Regions from separate parts of the Mus musculus genome. Here regions 1, 2, 4 and 5 are each linked to region 3. The links are chromatin contacts, called in public ChIA-PET, HiChIP or PLAC-seq and promoter capture Hi-C maps. All regions are on one chromosome and are shown on one strand. The core of a region is the stretch at or near the end of the contact, and the rest is flanking DNA. Distances in the headings are between cores, read along the strand shown. Region 1 overlaps Atg7 (autophagy related 7). Region 2 has its middle 18 kb from the start of Gm36301. Region 3 holds the start of Tamm41 (TAM41 mitochondrial translocator assembly and maintenance homolog). Region 4 overlaps Pparg (peroxisome proliferator activated receptor gamma). Region 5 holds the start of Atg7 (autophagy related 7).

Region 1 (2,700 bases), core at 29-2,528, 360 kb after region 3:
TTTCTCATTAAGCCGAAATTATCAATTAGGATTCTTTGTATGAAAAATGGATTAATGTTTAATTAACAAGAACTCTTAGTATAAAAAGGCACTAGTGTTTAAGTAACAAACTCTGATACCTTTAGCAATATTAAGAAGTCTATCCTACCAAGGAACTCATAAGCAGACAAATGGTTGATATCCAAGCTGCACCTGGTAACCTGACAGAGCCCTGGAGTATCCTTCTCTCCCACCCTAGCTCACTGGAAAGTGTGCCTCCATAGGTATGACCGTCAGGTTCCCTGAGGTTTAGACCCTGCCAGCCTCACCTACACCTGAAAGGAGACACAGAGGACATTTGGAGAAACAAGACGCAGTTAAAAGTAACCAGTGTGGTGCCTTTCTCCCAATGTGTATGCCTAGAAAACATTTTCTTAACATACCCAACTTTACTCAGTAATAAACAGATCGAATGTGTGGAAGGAGATTGATCTCCAGGGCCTATGAGCTGTGGCAAAGGGACATAGTTACCACACCGGGAAGGACCTTACTATGCCTAGGGGCGCAGCCAGTAGAAGCAAGTGTCAATCTGGCCACTGTGGATCATGGAAGTGACGTTCCCACTAGGGGACAGAAATCTGATCCTGAATGTTAGTCAAAGTCTATAGACTGTCCGCTTGACAGACACAGCAGTGTTTTACAGACATCCTCGTACACAGATACACAGGTGCCTTTCTCAGCTCCGAGGTTGTGTGTGAGCACACAGGGAAGGCAGACCTTGGGTTTTTTAACTAGTTGGCAGGTGTGATTTCACCCCCACTTCGAGGCTGCACTGAACTTTTATATCAGTCATGTCTCATGTACTGAAAGTTTTCTTTCCCTCTTGGTTAACCACTGTGTGTAGGTGTGTGGTGTAACGGCCTCTACCCTGAAGCTCCTTTGCCCTCTGCAGTGTGGAGTTCTGCTTCTGAGAGCTCATATCTGGAGTGTCTTCAAGGGCATATATGTTAAAATCTTGGTCCCCAGGTTGTAGCTGAGAGCCCGTTGACCTTTAGGAGGTAGGGGTGGGGTTTAGGGGAATGGAGGTTAATAGGATGAAATTAACCCACTGAGGTCATGCCTTTAAAGGGGACACTGGCCACCCAGCCCCTTCCCGGCTCTCTTTGCTTCCCAGGCACCATGAAGTGAACAGCTCCTGGTTCGTGCTCTCATCGTGATATTCTCTACAACCACAGGACCAAACACAGTAAAGCCAAGTGGCCGTAGACCAACGCCTCTGAAACCACAGCCACCTTATAAGTGTTGTCATAGTGATAACAAGGAAAGTGACACGCTGGGCCTGGAAAGCACGCTGGGTACTTGCTTGCTTTTCCTTTGCTCGTTTTTTTGAGACAGAATGTCGCTCCTTAGCTGGCCTGAAATTCACTACATATACAAGGCTGGCGTCGTGAGTGCTGGGGTCACACCTGGCTACAGGACCTTGCATTATCTGGCAACAGTGAAGCCGCTCTTCCCTGAGTCTGCTTTGTCCTATGCTGAATGGCAGGAGTTGTTAGGTCACCATGTTTGAGAAATTATACGGTGGCTGTAGGGTGATCAAGAGGCACAGACTGGTCCTGCGCTGCTCATAGGTGCCGGCACGATCTGCACTAGTCAGAAAGCTGCTCTTTAGCACACATTCCCAGGGATCAGTTAGAGACAGGAGAGCCTCCTGCAGGCCTGGGGGGCTGAGCCAGGGTTGTTCAGCTTCCACTCATTTACTTACCGCGAAGGTCAGGAGCAGAAACTTGTTGAGGAGCATGGGGTTTTCGAGAGCAGCACCTGACTTTATGGCTTCCCAGATCTGCCAGAAGAAAGGAAGGTGTTAGGTTGGGCTGCTGATATCTCTGTCCAGCCGCTGAGCTTCTCAGCACAGCTTCTTCCCCTCAAGCCTGCCACTGCTCTCAGACGCTGAAGTGGTTCATTACCTCTCCCTGCTACTTCACACTGCCTCTCCACCAGCCTTGCTCCATCATTATCAGTCCATGAGAGTACCTGGCACCTTCCCTCAGGGGCCCTCAGCACAGGGGAGGCAAGTAGACACTCAGACCTTTGAGATGCCCATCTGAAGGGATTTACTGTTGTCTGCTGGGTGCCATGCATGTCATGGCTACAGAAATAAAAGTACAGGTTCAGCTCCATGCAGGACTCCTGTCACAGAAGCACAGAGTTCCCGAGAGGACACCTGACCTGTCAAGAATTGGGAACTAGGGGGGAGGAAGAGGGCTCTGAAATGAGTAATTTGAATTAAATACACAGTGTGGCTTTCTCGCCTCCTTCCTCCCCCGCCCTATTGCCCTGACTAGTCTAAAATGCTCTAAACAGGCTGACCTCAAACTTAACAGATTTTCTGTGTGTTCCTGAGTGCTGGGACCAAAGGAGTACATCACCACACTCATCCATCCCTACAGCATCACACCCATCCCTATAGCAGCACATCCATCCCTACAGCATCACACCCATCCCTACAGCAGTACACCCATCCCTACAGCATCACACCCATCCCTATAGCAGCACATCCATCCCTAGAGCATCACACATCCCTAGAGCATCACACCCATCCCAATAGCACCACACCTATTCCTACAGTATCACACCCATCCCTACAGCACCACACCCATCCCTACAGCATCACACCCATCCCTATAGCAGCACATCCATTCCTAGAGCATCACACATCCC
Region 2 (2,700 bases), core at 128-2,627, 460 kb before region 3:
GGGGAGATGGGGCCTGGAGAGTCAAGATGGCTCCTCTACTGCCCTTTACTGTGGTTGATGCGTGGTTGGCAGTACTTTCTCCCATGACCCTCCTGTATCTTCCAGCTCATCGCACCCTGAAGATCCAGATTCCCATTGCATCCCATAGCGATTTAGACACCTGACCTGGGGTCCTGCAGGTAATCTTTTCCCAGGAGGTGAAGCACCACCACACAGCTTGTGTGACCAAGTCAAAACTTGATCATTGTCTTCTGCACTCCCCAAGACTGTTCCCACATCTGTCTGTTCCCTCTGTTTCTATGACCAAAGCCATCCCCTCCCACCGCTGCTACCACTTGTGGTCTTCCCATCACCCTTGTCTTCCCAGTGGCTGGCCAAGGGATCTCAAGTCGAGTATCAGCTATGCTACTTTCTAGCTTGGAAGGTCGGATCTCGGATGTTCCCCCAAAGCCTCACGTGTTAAGGTCTGGTTTCCAGGGTGATGGCTCAAGGAGGACGACAGGGGAACTTTGAGAAGCAGGACCTTGGAGGCCTTAGGTCATCATGTGTATTCCTGAGGGGACTATAGATAGGGCCTCAGCTTGCTCCTCTCATTGTTTTCTGGTTTGCAATATAGCCACCACTGTGCACAACCTCATCACAGCCCCAAGCAATGTGACCAACCAGCCATGGATTTGAAAGCCCTGAACCTGAGCCAGAACAAACCTTTCCCTTTACAGATGTGACTTTCTCAGGAAAGCAAGCATAGCTGCTGAAGGTCTTCTATGGCTTCCCACTCTCCCTAGGATGAGCTCCAGCCTCACTGGTCTGGTTTGCCGAGCTCTCTTAGCCTGATTGATTTTGTTCTGCTGCTCTGACTCGCTTCTTCCAAGTGCCCTAGGCTTAGTGAAACAGAAACACTGCTTTCCCCATATGCCTTTGCACACGAGCCCCTCACCTAGCGTTTCTTTCTTTCTTGTTTCATAAATCCTCCTTTGAGACTTGGTCTCCAATGTCACCTCCTCTGTGAAGCCAAGTTGACTTTCTTCCCCACTTTCACGGGACTGGAAAGCCCATAGCTCAGCCTGCCTGGGAAATTTCAAATAATCCCTTCTGATATTAGGTGGCAGCTGACACCAGCTGGAAGATGAGGTTATCTTCACTTGCAATCTGTCCCCAGCACTAACCCTTGGGGTGGGGGTGGGGAGCAGAGTGGGCAGTGCTGGCCCTGCTTTACCTCCGTGCCTCCTCACTGTGACCCCCGGGGGTAGCTGTGCATTCCTTAAGCTACATAAGAAGAGTCCCAGGAAGGTTCCAGAAGTCCTGCCCAAGGTCATCCGGCCTCACCCACCCTGCCTCCAGCCCTCTGGCTTCCTCTGCTTGCCAGGCTGTCCTGTGGCTGCCAGCTTCTGTGTTTATCTCCATGAAAGTGAGTTCCTTGGTGGCCTGAGTCACACCAGCCTTATCTCTGTGTCCCTAGAGGCTGAGGAGAGCTGGGGACAGGCAAGGCCAGTGAATATTTACTGACACTGGGCTCTCCTTTTTCCTTGTCCTGCTTCTGCTGACCTCAGGTCACCCCCACCCCCCACCCCCCACCTTCCTCTCCCCAAGCTCTGCTCTTTAATGGTAGCTGTGCTTGGCTAGAAGAGACTCTCACCCGTGTGACATTCAGCAACTCAAGTCTTTTCTTTAAAGGCCGATAGGGCTCGTGTTTCTTAGAGTGGGGTGCACAGCCCTGTCCTAGGGGCATATGAAGCCATAAGAGGAAGGGAACACCCCATTTTGGGAAGAGCTTTTCTTTTTGGAAGTCCTTGGACTCAAGTGAGACATATTTGGCTTTCAAAGGACAATTTAAGTGTGATTTTGAAACTTAAAAACAACAACAACAACAAAATAAAAAAAATGATAGTCAACTCTTAGTATCCATGGTTTCCACATAAGTGAACTCAAACAATTTTGCATATAATATTAGGGAAAATTGTGTCTGTATTAAGCGTGGGCAGACTTGGGTCATTGTTTCCCAAACCGATGTGGCACCTGTTTACACAGCACCTTTGCTGGGTTGAGTATTTTAACTCAGACATAGTTTTGAACTTACAGAAGGGTGTACGGTGGTCCTATGCAGATACTGTGCTGTCTTACACATCTGTCCCCCGCATCCGTGGCTTTCGGGGCTGGAGCCCAGGCCTGTGTGTTGGTTTTCTTCCTGGCATGTCCTACACATTCATTGCCACCTGTCTCCCTGGGCGGTGCCTCCGCAGACTGTTTCCTTTCTGACCTTCTCCGGGCCCTGCTTCTGGCTTTAGCATCTCTCTGCCCAGAAGCCCCTGCAAGGCTGAAGCGTCTTGGAGGTCTGCGGTCCTCCCTCACCTCCCAGCACTCCTTGATCCCCGTCCTCTGCTGGCTTCTCTGAGCCCTGCCTTCACTCTGCATGTGACCTCTGCGTTAGGGGCTCCTCTGCCTTAGATACCCTTGCCGTGTGCTCCTGGCTGTGTCCTGACCCCAAAACACTGCCTTGCTAAGCTTGAGCCAGGACTCAGGAGGTGGAAGGCAGTTGAGGAGCAAAGACTGCGCGTGGTGTTTGAGAGAATAGTCACCCTCATCAGGCAACAGAGCAAGGAGAAAACCTTGGCTAGCATCTTGTCAGTAGGAGGCAGCTCCTTAAAAAAAAATAGTCCCCCTTCATCAGCAGCTGTCCCACCCCGGGAGCCCTGGGAGGCC
Region 3 (2,709 bases), core at 158-2,657:
AAACTTTTAATTGTAAAAAGAGTTTGGATTTTAAAAGAGATGGATATTTTAAAGAGATTGAAATTTTAAGAATATGTAAAGACGCTCTTAGCGACCGGGACTGCTCTAAGGTCTGCCCCGCGCAGGACAGCAGACAGCGTGTTCTACCATCTTTCCCCAAGCCTCTGAATAAAGTGTTTAAACAAGCCCCCCCCCAAAAAAAAGAATATGTAAAGACTGTGGGACTTTTAAAGTTATTTAGATCTTGGGGATGAATAAGAATGTAAGGGTTGAGGCTTACTAGTGATGTGTTTGTGTATCAGGTTGACAAGGGGTCAATTGTACTGGCTAGTTTTGTGTCAACTTGACACAGCTGGAGTTATCACAGAGAAAGGAGCTTCAGTTGAGGAAATGCCTCCATGAGATCCAACTGTAAGGCATTTTCTCAATTAGTGATCAAGGGGGAAAGGCCCCTTATTGGTCAGACCATCTCTGGGCTGGTAGTCTTGTATTCTATAAGAGAGCAAACTGAGCAAGCCAGGGGAAGCAAGCCAGTAAAGAACATCCCTCCATGGCCTCTGCATCAGCTCCTGCTTTCTGACCTGCTTGAGCTCCAGTCCTGACTTCCTTGGTGATGAGCAGCAATGTGGAAATGTAAGCTGAATAAACCCTTTCCTCCCCAACTTGCTTCTTGGTCATGATGTTTGTGCAGGAATAGAAACCCTGACTAAGACACCATCCCTGAAGGGGCAAGAAGACTTCTCTGACTCTAAAATTGAATGCAAATGTGAGGGAATATTTATACAATATGTTTCCTTTTATGGAACATTTATTTATTATCAGACTTGAAAAAGACCTTTAACATGAAGAAACCACAGTCAGTTTCTAGCAATCACAATCCCCTGGGCCGGCATGTTTTACATTTCTTTTGTTTTTCTAAATCTTCAAATGCTCCTACAACTTGGCACTAGAGGTGATAGCTCCACAAGGTTGTGAATGAGGTAGTTCATGCTTTCATCTTAGCCCTTTGGAGACAGAGGCAGGTGGATGGCTGTGAGTTCGAGGCCAGCTTTGTCTATATAGCAAATTCCAGGGCTGTTGCACAGTGAAACCCTGTCTGAATGCTTTGAGGCCAGCCTGGTCTACAGAGTTAGTCCAGGACAGACAGGGATACACAGAGAAACCCTATCTCAAAAAAAAAAACAAAAAGCAAAAAGAAAATCAATATAAGGATGATTTAATTAATTAAATGGTTTAATAACCATTCGTAGTTTTAGTGCTACAAAGGATTTGCTAGGCTCTATAGCAGGTTGTCACAGGATAGACATGTAATGTGCTCCTCCGCCGGCTAGAGGGCGCTACGGAGCCTCGGCCTCCCCGCAGGTTGCCAGCTGCCCGCTCTGAAGCGCGCGTGCGTGGAGGGGCGGGACCGGGCGGAAGCGCGGTCCGCACGACCGGGAATTGCGAGCACAGGGTCGGCACAGCACCGTCTGTCCCACCGGCGGGCCAGCCCGCCCATGGCGCTGCAGGCGCTGCACAGCTCGGGCGTGGGCCTGCGCAGGATCCTGGCTCACTTCCCGGAGGACCTGAGTTTGGCCTTCGCCTACGGCTCCGCGGTGTATCGCCAGGCAGGACCCAGTGCCCACCAGGAGGTGAGTCGGAGGCCCCCTAGTTCCCCGACCAGTCCCATGCCTGGCACCTGTTCGCCCTCGCCGTTCCTCGCATGCCTTTCATTCCTGCGGAGCCCGGACACGCCAAGAGCCAATTGTTGAAATGTTCATCCTAGCAAAGTGTCCTTCGGTGTGAGCGGAATTTGGATTTCCCTGGTCAGGGTTGGCTGAAGGCTGCCCTCGAACTCACAGTACTGGAATTAAAAGGCTCGTGTTGTCACGCCAGGCAAATCTATATGTTTACATTTACTTAGTGATTATATAGCAAGCGCACCTGTACTTCTGCGCACACTTGAAGGTCACAGGACGACTTGAGGGAGTTGTTTCTCTCCTTGCACCACGTGGGTCGTGGTAGGTTGAACTCAGTTTATCTGGTTTGGCAGCAAGTGCTATTATATGCCGATCCATCACCAGCCTGAGCTGATAGGATAAGTGAGGCATGAGTAGTCTGTCTCCAATCTAAGTTGGGAGTGATGAGGAAGAGGTGGTGGCATTGCAGAGATGTAGTGGGAAGGGGGAAAAAACAAAGTAGCAGGTCCTACTTAAGTGTTTTCAGCCTTTGTCATTGGAGTTTTCCATAGCTTTTTAGCAATACAAAGACTGGTTTTGTCTGCAGGGATTGATTTCATTGGCCTAGGACTTTAGCAGTGTGTAAAACATCCCAGGTGACTAATTGGAAGCTAACTTTGAAAATCCCATCGAAAGATAAGGAGAAAATACGGAATGATCCGTGGGCTTCAGGAAGTTGATGGACTGGGTGTAGGGCCCAGGCAGGTAGCACATTTATTCAGGTCAGCACATTGAACAGGAATCTAGTTAGGATTGAGGCTTGTTACTCCAGAGTACGGAGTCTCAGTCACTGTACAGTAGGGCATCCTGGGTCTAGCTCCTGGCCAGGTCTTTCTTCCAGTTAAAATTCACCTGGTGTTTCTTGAATTTCTTCTACATCCTACCGATTTTCTCTAACAAATGGGAAAGTATGGATCATGGGCATATGAGAAATTGTGAGCTGTCCAGTTACTTCATATAGATTATCATAATTATACATTTTTTTTTTTAC
Region 4 (2,717 bases), core at 33-2,532, 440 kb before region 3:
CTCAGCCATGTGCTCTGCTTCAATTCTGTGCTTTCCGTGTTTTGAGCAATTCTATCAGGATTGGTAGCTGGTTGGGGCTGGGAGTATAGGTAGAGGAAGAAGGGTTAGTGGAAGGAAATAGGAGAGTAACCTCTTCCGAGGCCCCCTCCAGCCTGACACGTTGCTGCCCTCAATGTACCTGGTGGCTCTGCCAAAGGGAACAAAGGAGGAAGGGCTGAGAAAAGGGTTAAGAGCAACTCTGTGACTTTAGATCCATGACAGCAAACCAGCAAACTTGAGACAGTAGCCTTATCAACTTCAGATTTCCCACTCCTCTCTCTCCTCTCCTCTCCTCTCCTCTCCTCTCCTCTCCTCTCCTCTCCTCTCCTCTCCTCTCCTCTCCTCTCCTCTCCTCTCCTCTCCTCTCCTCTCCTCTCCTCTCCTCTCCTTTCTGAAGAACTTGTGATTGTAAACCATAGATATGACTTTCTAAACACCTTAGTTTCCTGCAAAGTCAAGGGAATTCTGGGTGGGAGAATCCACAGTCCTAGCTTCCCCTGTCTCCTTGGGGGCCCAGGATTAGGGGATTTTGATCCTCCTTCTTTGGCTCCTCCTCCTTCTCTGTATCTCTTTCCCTTTGGGTTTTGTTCTTGATCTGCAACTAATCCCCTTAAAGTGATAGCTGATAAAAGGATTAGTTGAGAGCTCCCTAGGGGTATTTATATTGTAGGAAGGATTTTAAGGACGGTTGGTGGAATTTTAAGCCTTTTGACTGGCAGGATGGAGTGGAGCTACTTCAAATGATATCACAGAGGAGAAAGGGGAAATTAGCATTCACTGTGTGCCTAGCAGTGTCCCAGGCACAGTGCCAAAAGCTTCATATAATGCTATTTTACTTGCTTGGGGAGCTGATAAGGAAGTTAAGGCCCAGGGAGGTCAATAATTGCTGCAACCGCACATCTAGGAAGTGGGGGAGTGGGGCTTTTGGACTCTTGTGTGTGATTCTGGAGCTTTCTCCCTGGCCTATCCAGAGCTGCAGTAGCAGGTGAGAAGTTTTGTTTAGGCTGCAGCACAGCCCTTACGCCCTCCTCCCACCCCCATCCCTTGCCCAACCTCTCTGTTAGGTGACCTGAGGACCCTGCATTCACCCTTCCCCACTTGCAGCTGAATGGTGCCCATCTGGAAGGCTGCCTGGGTCACCCAGAGTTTAAACACACATTTTGAGAGTCCAAAATGATAAAGTGCTCTGAAAAGCCACATCTCTTATGACTGGCTAAGGAGCCTCTTCCTTGGCTGCCAGTGTGGACAGGAGTGACTCAGCAGTTCCACTTTCAGTCCTGTCTGCCTCAGACAACACTGTTTGCTCAGTCCCGAGATGATGGCGGCCTACTTAGCCAGGGCGGAGGAGGAAGTTTTATTTCTGGAGCAGTTACAGATAAGGGGTCTTCTATCCTCTCCAAACAAGAGCCTGCACATAGATTCTCACATGTATGCCTATCTATGGGGTGACTCTAAGATGTTTCACTATTTTCTCCATTACCCCATCCTTGCCCCCAGCTCTCTGGTTTTTAGTGTTTAGGTGCCAGTTGCAAACTCATAAATATACCTCACCCCTGTCATACCAAGTGCATGAGGTTATGAAAACAGAGAACTAATGGGACATTTCTAGATAACTCAAAGTGAGTCATTATTCAAGGCCATTCTGCTAATCTCATGCACAGTGTAGGTAGGAGCCTATTAGATATGCTAGTCCTTAGTAAACCAGCTATTACTCTGTGATATGACCATCTCCTGATGGGGGACAGGAGACATGTTAATGCTGGATGTCCAGCTCAAGAGAAATTAGATGCCCTTGTTTATTTTTAATACCTGAAGAAGACATGGAAAAACAACTTTCTCAATTGGGAAGGAAGTTAAATATTTAGCTGGCATAGAAGAAGTAGGAAGCTGGCATAATGCTGAGACTGTAGCTCAATAGGGAAGCTTGTGCTCACATGCATGAGGCCATAAGTTCAATCCCCAGGACTACTAAATACACAAAAGTGTTGGCCTATTGCTATTTATAGTTATTTTTAATGTCTAGTTTCAAAGTAGTTTGGATATTGTGTCCTTTTCACTTAACAACTATGGGAGACATTCACTGACTAAAAGGGGTATAAAGGCTCTGGGCTGAGTAGAGTCAAAGTATGACTATGTGGAGCTCCCCTGAGACACATAAAGCCTGTTTTTCCAGAGATATGTGCTATACTGTGCACTGTAACTCACAGAAATCACTCTGTAGTAAAATGGAAGCATGGCACGTATACTCAAGAACTGAAGGGGAACTGAGGTCCAGGGTGGAGGAATACGCCCAACCTTGTAGTCAGTTGGTCCTTCTGCCCCAAGTTATCTGCAGTGGCTCACTGGGTCTGAGCTGTTGAATGAGGTGCTTTGCAATGGCCATGAGCAAGTATCTATCTGTCTGCCTACACAGAGTAAGTGTCCCTGTGCTCAGTTGTTCCTCTAGAGCACGAGAAACGAAGACACAGGATGGTATTGATGGTATTTAACTGTTTTAAATCCTCTCACCAGTGCGTGTATGTCTGTGCTCACCCAATCCCACCTGACCCTGTGTACATGAGGTCAGAGGTTGGCATCAGGCATCTTCCTTACTCCCCACCTTACTTTCTTGAGAAAGGGTTTCTCACTGAAAGTGGAGCTTGATGCTTCGGCTAGGATGGCTGGCAAGCAACGCACAG
Region 5 (2,700 bases), core at 198-2,697, 390 kb after region 3:
AAGGAAAAGCCCGAGGCAGAGCCCTCAAGTCTACAAGGCAGACAGGTCTGTTTACCAGTTACATGGGTTTTAAAAAAAGAAAGACAAAGTCAAACCAACATAAAAAGCCACCAAATTAGCACGTTTGAAAGGGAAAGCACATTTGTGACCAGGATTTATAAATAGGATGCCTGATATGGGAGTGAAGCTCTGAGGTGATGATAGAGTATTTGCTGTCAATATGACTCCAAAGTCTCTTTTTTTTTCCCCAGGAACCACTTTCCATTTGTTTACCCCTGTTTCCCCCCTGTATAAGCTATAAGGCACACACACACACACACACACACACACACACACACACACACACACCGTCTTGTAATTTATCCATTAGAAATAGGAAACCCTGGATGTAAAAAAAAAAAAAAAATCAATAAATAGTCCATGATATTATGATGCCCAGCATGCAGGAACACATCAGAAAAACAGGCGTAGTGGTACACACCTGTAATCCCAGGACTCAAGGAGGTGGAAGTAGAAATATAAAAACTCAAAGGCCGGCCTCTGCTTCACTGAGTGTTCAAAGACAGCATGGGGTGCATGGCATTCAGTCTTAAAAAAATAAATTAATTTATACTGGAAAGCTGACTCGACTCAGTGCTTACAAAGACCTGGGTAGGGTTTCCAGCACCCATATCAGGCACAGCTTGCCTGGAGCTCCACTTCTGCTGGGGTCCGCCATGTCTTGTCTCTGGAGGCATGAGACCACACACGCATACACGCACTCAAAGTTACAAATAATTTTAAAGAATTAAATAAAATTGCAGACGCAGGTTGATTCGGTCTCATCTCAAATTCAATTTGGCATGTGCTGGTAATTGAACCCAGGACCCTGGAACGCTGAAGAACCGCTCTGGGACTTAACTACATCCCACACCCGTTTTCCAGTTTGCAAAAGGGTTTGTGTCCGATTGCCTAGGCTGGTTCTAAATAGCAGTTCTCTTGGCTCAGGTTCCCTGCGGCTGGGGTCACCTCTCTCCGCGACCATGCCTGGCTCAGAAACTTTCTGACAAGTGCATTTGCCTCACCAGGCTGATTTCCTATAAAGTACTAATTTGTAATCTCTGGGTCCTTTAAGGGGATGCAGAACCTCTAGTAGAAAAGATTTAATTATGTCCTCCTCATAAGTAACAAGATCAAGTCCCTTCACAGTCCGGGGACACAAGCTTACTCCGTGGCCGGTCCACACACGCCAAAGGCAGCACTTCACAGAATGAGCAACCAGAGGCGCCTCCCGACCCGGAGATCGCAACACTCTCTGCCGGAGTACGAGGGGACCGAGTATAGACAGGTGAAGAATATTCCAGACCAGCCCAAAACTGGCTTCAGCTTTCCTAAGTGAACCCCGCCAGCCCCGGCAGCTGCTCCGCAACCACGGCTTACTTACCGCCGCTCAACTTCCGGCAACCACAGCCCCAGCCGCGCCGCGCGGCCCAATGACGTAATAACCCAGCCCACACAAACGCGGAAGCGCGGCGCGCATGCGCACTACAACAACAACGACAAAAAGGGTCCCCACAACCGCAATAACGGGGCGAAACTAAGGCTAACCTGTAAGCCTTTTGGGGCTTGTAAGGAAGATTACATTTTCCTGCGAGTGACTCTACAGTACTACGGAATTATTATCAAATTCCCAGGGTAGTACTAGAGTACAGGTGTTGAAACAAGGTTTATTTTTATTTTTTGCATTTTTAATTTTTTAAAAAGGTTATGTCCTCCTCATATTTACACTACATAGCCATGGCTGTTCTGGACCTGTATACATATACATCAGTCTAGTCTCGAACTAACAGAGATTGCTTACCTTTGCTTTGCCCCAGTGCTGGGATTAAAAGCTTGCCCAACCAAATATAACTCTGGAAAACCAAATAGAATCTAAAATATCCACCAAGCTACTGCAGCCAGCAACTTCAGTGACTATAAAATCACTTCTTAAGAACCTAATATGGGCCAGACGGTGTGGGATATGTCTTAAATTCCAGCATTTGGGCTGGGCGTGGTGGCACAAGATTTTAATCCCAGCCCTCAGGAGGCAGAGGCAGGCAGATTTCTGAGTTCAAGGCCAGCCTGGTCTACAAAGTGAGTTCCAGGACAGCCAGAGTTATACAGAGAAACCCTGTCTCGAAAAACAAAACAAAACAAAACAAAACAAAAAATCCAGCATTTGGGAGGCAGAGGTAGGTGGATCTGTGAGTAGTGAGTTCTGGGACAGCCAGGGCTACACTATCTCAAACAAAACAAACAAACAAATAAAACGAACAAAAAACTTACTACTGGGAAAACATTTTTTTTTTTGACAGGATAATGAACATAATGAAATGCTCTAGCCTGGGGAGTCTTGCACATGAGTGACTTCCTTAGCGACAAGAGTGTACTTGACTTGATTTAGTTCTATAGTCCAGGATGATCAGAGCTCAAGGCAAGCATCCTGATACCGCATCACCATTGCTGAGATGGCAGTCCACGGACACCTTTCCTGGCACACAGTGCCTTTGGAGTGCCTCTAGGGATTCATCATAATATCTTGGACTATTTATTGATTTTTTTTTACATTAAGGGTTTCCTATTTCTAATGGATAAATTACAAGGTGGTGTGTGTGTGTGTGTGTGTGTGTGTGTGTGTGTGTGTGTGTGTGTGCCTTATAGCTTATACGGGGGGGGGGG

Evidence for each region. Promoter capture Hi-C pulls out the DNA fragments that hold promoters and counts their contacts. ChIA-PET counts read pairs in DNA pulled down with a chosen protein or histone mark. HiChIP or PLAC-seq counts read pairs in DNA pulled down with a chosen protein or histone mark.
Region 1: an RNA polymerase II ChIA-PET map of memory CD8 T cells shows a contact between it and region 3, with 12 read pairs. The contact joins the enhancer-like site here to the promoter of Tamm41 in region 3. A contact is called at or near these places in 3 of 39 promoter capture datasets (the C10 cell line, cranial neural crest and maxillary cranial neural crest), 1 of 15 datasets of contacts at CTCF or cohesin (the NIH/3T3 cell line), 1 of 115 datasets of contacts at active chromatin or transcription factors (memory CD8 T cells) and 2 of 9 other capture datasets (adipose tissue and liver).
Region 2: an HNF4G HiChIP or PLAC-seq map of pancreatic cancer cells shows a contact between it and region 3. The contact joins the enhancer-like site here to the promoter of Tamm41 in region 3. A contact is called at or near these places in 3 of 115 datasets of contacts at active chromatin or transcription factors (the NIH/3T3 cell line, neural stem cells and pancreatic cancer cells) and 1 of 9 other capture datasets (embryonic stem cells).
Region 4: a FOXA1 HiChIP or PLAC-seq map of pancreatic cancer cells shows a contact between it and region 3. The contact joins the enhancer-like site here to the promoter of Tamm41 in region 3. A contact is called at or near these places in 4 of 39 promoter capture datasets (the 3T3-L1 cell line, 3T3-L1-derived adipocytes, embryonic stem cells and 1 more) and 2 of 115 datasets of contacts at active chromatin or transcription factors (the NIH/3T3 cell line and pancreatic cancer cells).
Region 5: a contact with region 3 is called in a promoter capture Hi-C map of pre-B cells, with 5 times the contacts expected there. The contact joins the promoter of Atg7 here to the promoter of Tamm41 in region 3. A contact is called at or near these places in 7 of 39 promoter capture datasets (the 3T3-L1 cell line, the C10 cell line, hippocampal neurons and 2 more), 1 of 484 Hi-C or Micro-C datasets (B cells), 2 of 115 datasets of contacts at active chromatin or transcription factors (memory CD8 T cells and pancreatic cancer cells) and 3 of 9 other capture datasets (adipose tissue, liver and pancreatic islet).

Annotation. Positions count from the first base shown.
Region 1 is chr6:114,679,284-114,681,983 of GRCm38.p6, reverse strand. Atg7 (autophagy related 7) reads right to left here. Exons shown (of 19, transcript NM_028835.5): 5 at 1,745-1,822. Among named protein-coding and RNA genes, the nearest start is that of Atg7, 38 kb to the right of the region's middle. Within about 2 kb of position 1,278, at least 13 of the 459 cell types and tissues checked have an H3K27ac peak or open chromatin away from gene starts, as enhancers often do. A contact at or near this core is called in memory CD8 T cells, where this site is marked.
Region 2 is chr6:115,499,953-115,502,652 of GRCm38.p6, reverse strand. No RefSeq gene overlaps it. Among named protein-coding and RNA genes, the nearest start is that of Gm36301, 18 kb to the left of the region's middle. Within about 2 kb of position 1,377, at least 43 of the 459 cell types and tissues checked have an H3K27ac peak or open chromatin away from gene starts, as enhancers often do. A contact at or near this core is called in pancreatic cancer cells, where this site is marked.
Region 3 is chr6:115,036,572-115,039,280 of GRCm38.p6, reverse strand. Tamm41 (TAM41 mitochondrial translocator assembly and maintenance homolog) reads left to right here and starts at 1,407. Exons shown (of 8, transcript NM_026894.1): 1 at 1,407-1,631. The coding sequence starts at 1,497.
Region 4 is chr6:115,479,061-115,481,777 of GRCm38.p6, reverse strand. The region is part of intron 7 of Pparg (peroxisome proliferator activated receptor gamma); the gene reads right to left. Among named protein-coding and RNA genes, the nearest start is that of Gm36301, 39 kb to the left of the region's middle. Within about 2 kb of position 1,282, at least 182 of the 459 cell types and tissues checked have an H3K27ac peak or open chromatin away from gene starts, as enhancers often do. A contact at or near this core is called in 3T3-L1-derived adipocytes, the NIH/3T3 cell line and pancreatic cancer cells, where this site is marked.
Region 5 is chr6:114,641,874-114,644,573 of GRCm38.p6, reverse strand. Atg7 (autophagy related 7) reads right to left here and starts at 1,447. Exons shown (of 19, transcript NM_028835.5): 1 at 1,424-1,447.